2 separate regions of the Rattus norvegicus genome follow, and region 2 is linked to region 1. Evidence: chromatin contacts called from public Hi-C data. All regions are on one chromosome and are shown on one strand. Each heading gives the region's core, a stretch centred on a gene start, on an enhancer-like site or on the middle of the called end of the contact. The rest is flanking DNA. Distances are from core to core; before and after follow the strand shown.

The links. Hi-C and Micro-C count contacts between places; a contact is called where the count stands out from the background.
Region 2: a contact with region 1 is called in a Hi-C map of liver, with 2.9 times the contacts expected there. The contact joins the promoter of Rev1 here to the promoter of Eif5b in region 1. A contact is called at or near these places in 6 of 12 Hi-C or Micro-C datasets (frontal cortex, hepatocytes, kidney and 3 more).

The regions. Positions count from the first base shown.
Region 1 is chr9:47,717,395-47,720,100 of GRCr8, forward strand. Eif5b (eukaryotic translation initiation factor 5B) reads left to right here and starts at 1,312. Exons shown (of 24, transcript NM_001110141.1): 1 at 1,312-1,494. The coding sequence starts at 1,460. Txndc9 (thioredoxin domain containing 9) reads right to left here and starts at 367. Exons shown (of 5, transcript NM_172032.2): 1 at 278-367.
Region 2 is chr9:47,845,960-47,848,665 of GRCr8, forward strand. Rev1 (REV1, DNA directed polymerase) reads right to left here and starts at 1,368. Exons shown (of 23, transcript NM_001394129.2): 1 at 1,094-1,368.

The sequences.
Region 1 (2,706 bases), core at 62-2,561:
TTTGTTCCCCTACAAACTCCTACCCGAAACCCTAACCCCGTGTACCTGTCAGCGGACTCTTCGCCACTCCCTGAGCTCAAGGGACTGGTGGAGGAGTTCCGGGGGGTGGGGAGGACGCTAGTTCGCACTAACTGGGGCGCATGCGCCGTAGCCTCCGCAGCCGCCCAGACGAGGCCCTCCCAGCCGCCCCCAGCCCAGCCGGATGTGCAGCCGATGTGTGTCCTTCATCTACACGGGGACGCAGTGGCAAGATCGGCTACAGAACCCTCTGCCGTACCTGGATTATTGGTGAAGCCTACGGAGAGAGGGAGCCGCAGACCAAGAGCACCGACCAGGTTCACGCAGGTTTCAACCTCACAGCAATTGTTAAGGGCGGCGAATGAGCTGTCAGCTCCACCTTTTCATTGGCTACAGCCCTCTCGCGATATAACCTGCGGAAGGGGCGGTGGAGAGTGACGAAAGCCTCGGAGAAGCTCTTATCCTTCGCCACCCGGAACTACTGACTTCTGAGCCTACACTTCACGTGGGCTAATGGCCGGAGGGATGGGCGCTAAGGACGCTGGGGAATGTAGTTTTTATGCACTGACTGCGGGTCCCAGCTCGCAAAGCTACGTGGAAACGAGCCGGGTCTTGCGCTTGAGTGACAGAGGGGCTTCGTTTGCCTTGCGTTTAATAGTTTCTAAAGTGTAGCTTCCAGTATGCTATAAATTTGTACACAGCTCACACTATAACAGTGCACAAAAACATATGGAGAAAAATTTCACCACTCCAGGATCTTCCCTCCCCATTTTATCTTACACACATGCATTTTTAGAACTTGCTCATGAGAAGATTCATATTAGGGGTCCGGTCGCTGTGCCCTTATGTCTTTTTCCCTTAATAGAAGTACACAGTTGACAATTCAGTGTCTGAATTGGTATTTTTGTTTTTGTTTCTGTTTTTGGTCCTGCCAACCCCAGAAAGCTCATCATTGGCTCCTTGTGGTCCTGCAGTGGACTTCCCGCAGCTGAGGCGAGGGGAGTTTTCAGTCCCACTTCGGCGTCGAATGCCAGCCCCGGGGAGGGTGCTTGACAGTGGGAAATGAACGGCCTCATTGTCCTCCTCCAGGTTCTAGAACCCGGGAGCTGCTGGGCGTCGGTGCGCGGCGCTCACTTGCGGCTAGGGGGCGCTCGAGTTCCCACCTGGCCGGCGGGTCAACTCCAGACGCTCTAGCCGAAGCGCCGCTCTCGATGAGCCGCGCCCTGCGTCCCCACGCCGAGGCGGCGGGGCGATGCGCTTGCGTACTGAGGGCTCACACCATATGTGCCCTGTCCCAGTGCGCGGGTCTGTGGAGAGCCGGGTGCGAGAGGCGGCGGCGCGAGGGGGACCGAGCCGAGCGGGCATTGGAGTCGGCTGGGAGACAGTGGGTCTGTGAGACACCGAACCGAGGGGCCGTGGCCACGAGCGCCGCTGACAAGCGATGGGGAAGAAACAGAAAAACAAGAGCGAAGACAGGTTAGGCGGCGGGGCTCGGGCCGGGGGTCGTCGCGCGGGGCCCTGGGTGGGCGAACCTCGACGAGGCGCGTCCCGCGGCCGGGGCTCGGACTGCGGTCCGAGGCTTGGGGCTGGGGCACTCGGAGGTCGTTTGCGGGGGTTCCGGGCGGTGTGGGGCCGGGCTCGGGCGCAGCTAAGCCAGGCCTACGGCCCAGGTGAGTGCGAGCCGGGCCCTGGCAGCTAGGGTAGGGCCGGCCGGGAGCGGCTCGCTCGCCGCCCCTGACCCTGGGAACGCCTCCCGGAGCAGCTCAGGAACTTCGAAGTTGTTCGGGGCTGCGGAGTGGTGGCCCAGCGGCTCCCTCGTCTTGTATGCCAAGTTGGAAACACTTCTGGGGTTATTTAAAGTGCCGGTTGCCCAGACTCCTGCTTTCTGGCTTTCCGTCTTCCGGCCTGTCTTTCTCGCGTATGTCTTGGCTTCCTACCACTTCCCATAAGACAGAAGGAGGGGAAGGAACCATTCGGGGTCGCTGCTTTCTAACCCTAAAAAAAAAGTCTTTTCAGGGAGAGGAGGGTCTCTGAGCTACTTTGGCGGAAATTTTGGGGAGCATGCCCGTGTCACGTTCGATTATGTTCTTTTACCTTTTTTCGGTTGAGTTGACTTCCTGGGAGTCTGCAGCCATCTGGTTCAGTTTCATCTTTAAGCAGTAGCCATTCAACTTATTTTAAAAACTCCACAGGTAACCGAACATAAACCCAAGCCCTGTGGCACTCCATTGCCGTGGTTCTCACAGTCGAGGTTTTGAAGTTACAGCTATTATTAACCGTACATCGGAATGTTAAGTTTGTGGACCTCGAGTTGGCTATCTGGCGAGTAGAATTAAAACTAGCCTTGTATTTTGGTTTTAGGAATGTAAGCTGGTCTGGAGAATAGATTCTGGGTTTCTTGTGGCAAAGTTCGAGTTTATGAGGAGCAGGGTTTATTACAGATTTAAGTGTGAGCGTTAACAGAGAGGGATCTGTAGAGCACTCTAGAAAGGGGGTAGGGGCTTAAAGAGTGGCCTGAAAGTTACTGTTAATCAGATCAGGAGACTAGAAAAAGGTAAGAAGGTATAGTTCTGAACCATTGATAGGACATTGGCTTACATGAGTCACCTTTTTTTTTCTGAGAAAGATTTTGAGTTCTGTCAGTCATCTATTTATCATCTCTGTGTTCTGTCTCTGTATTAAAGCATC
Region 2 (2,706 bases), core at 118-2,617, 130 kb after region 1:
ATTCAAGAAAGATGGCAAATAACTAGGCTAAGCAGTGAGCGAAAGCACTCTCCCAGACTGAATTCCTGGATGGTAAGCTTCCAAGTGTCCAGCACTGGAAGGGCGGGAAGCGTGTTCTTGCGACATTTGTCTGGGCAAAGCACTGCCTCTGTGGGAAAACTGACTCATGGAGATAGCGTTAAACTGAACTAATGTGCACTCCTATTATGACATTATAATTCTACCTAAAGGACTAGAGGAGCCAGAGACCAAGCAGATCATTTAAGAGTTGTCACATAGTCCCTAATAGTTAAATCCTTTCTACCAGGTCTCTATTTTTAATCTACACACCGTTTCTACTTTATACCCGCCAGGTCCAAGAAAAACACAGTAAAATCCTAGGCATGTACCACCTGTAGTGTTTTTTTAAAACAATTACGGAACGATACTGCAGGAAGGTACGGGCTTTGCAAACCGGGGACAGGAAGAGCCTCCAAACAGACAAGTGCCTGTCTACCCCGACTGTTGTTTTAACAGCACACCCAAGTGTCAATGAACTGAGCACCTGTACGGACACTTGGGGACAGGTGTCCTGCACACGGAAGGGACAGATAAGTAACAAGGGAAAAGGAGCGAGGAACACACTGCTTCCGGGGTCCCTGAGAGCAAGGCAGGAGGGAGGAAGCCGGTGCACCGGAGGGGCGAGCGGAGAACCGCGGCACGCGGCACGGGCCCCGGGCGCCCCGGCCACATTCTGCAAACGCTGGTGGAGCGGACGCTCGAACGCGCAAGGAAATGAATGGCCAGCCAGGCGCCGGCGCAAGAGGAAAGGGGGACTTGCGACGCCGGCGGCGGGACTCGCGGAGGCAGGGCCGCGGGCGCGCGACGGAGCGCGGGAGGCAGCGCCTGGGTGGAGGGGGAACGGGAGGTCACGCGTTACATAACCCGGCGGCCCGAGGCGCAGGGGCGGCGCGGTGCGGCGGACAGGAGGCCTCGCGGCAGCACCGCGGACTCCCGGCCGAGGCCCCGGCGCCTCGGGCCGCGCGGGCGGCGGCGGCCCGGACCCTGGCGGCTCGGCTCCCCTCCCCCACCCGCCGGCCCGGGGGTCGCTCACCTTCCGCGCCGCCCCAGGCCACCATGCCCGGGCCCGACCGCTTCCTCAGGCCCGCGGGCGCCGCCGCCGCCGCTCAATGCCCTCGCAGCGGCAGAGGAGAACGCCGGGGAAGGCAACCGGTCAGGCGGCTGCCGAGCCGCACCGCGCCTCGGCCCACGCTCCCTCAGTCGCGGCGCCCGCCTCGCGCCTCCGCCCCTCCCCCGCCGCCGCTCCGGCGCGCGCCCCGGCTCCCCCTCCCGTCCCTGCCGCGGCCGGCTGGCCCGGCCCCGCTCGCACTCACCGGGCGCGGCGCACGCGCGCTGCTCGCGCCCGGCCCGAGGCGACCCCGGCCCCGCCCTCCTCTCGCGCCGGCGCCCGCGGGAGAGGGGGGGCGAGCAGCGCCTCGGCGGCACGTGACCGTGCGGCTGGCTGGGCGGGGGTGGCGCGGGGCCCGCCGCATCACCACGCTGCCTCCTGCCCGGGCTGGCTGGCTAATCGTGCTGCAGCGACGCGCAGCCGCGCCCCGCCCCACCCCGCACGGACTCCCCAGCCGCCGCGGAGGGCGCGGGTGCCCGGACTAACCCCGTGGACGACCGCGCAGGGTCCTCCGAGCGCTGCTGCGCGCTCCGACTGATGTGCGGCGCCACCTAGCGGCGGCCAGGACGCACACAGGCTGGCATATGCTCGTTGGGCGAGCGGAGAACCGCGCGGCCCACAACGTTCTGCGGAACGCAGGGTCGCTTGCCGGCAGCCAGCTGGGCAGAGCCCAGACACGACACCGCACAGTCTTATCACTGCCGACCCCGCATTCCACCTGCGGCTGCTGCCTTTCCCGCGTGCAACACACAGACCTGATGAAAATTGCTTTCCCTTGTGATGGTTTAAAAACAACCGCTACACACATTTATTTATTCACGGATGTTTAGATACAATTACACCTTCTAGCAAAAAAAAAAAAAAAAACCAGTGGTCTTATAAGGCTCATTTTCCCAGCCTCTGTTGTGTCTGTTCAATGGAAGACTGTGTGGTTATTGTGACAATCTTTATTGTTGGAATGCTCAGACATTGAGCCAACCAACTCCTCGCCCTAGGCTCAACACTTTGGGTCCTTCTCCGGCTTAGACATTTGAAAGGAGTTTGCAGGCACTTAGAAAACAATCAGTTCTCTTTTTAAAACTGACTTTGCAAACCTGAGGCTCCTTTCCCAGAAAGACAGGAGATACTCGGATAAAATCTCTCTCTCTCTGTATATACACATATACATTTGTATGTATATATACATTGAAACATATATGTCTGTCTCAATTTTAACCTCTCCCTCTCTTGTTTCGTTTGCTTGCTCTCCTTGATGAATTCAACTTCAGTATTCCCTCCATACCCCCAGAGAGTTGCCTGTTTCTCCGGACCCACAATAGAAAAGATAGATACAGTGTAATTTCAGGAGTTTCAGAATGAGCTCTAAGCTGCAACACCAGCAGGTTGTGTAATGAAATGCCACTGGGGGTAAGGAAGGGGCAATTAGGCTTGTGGGGACTTTGTAAAAATTGTCTCTACACAGCAGTTATTTCCAGTTAAGGAAAAGAGCAAAATTTTAATTTTGAGACTGAAAAATAACTGAGCTCTACAAGGAATAA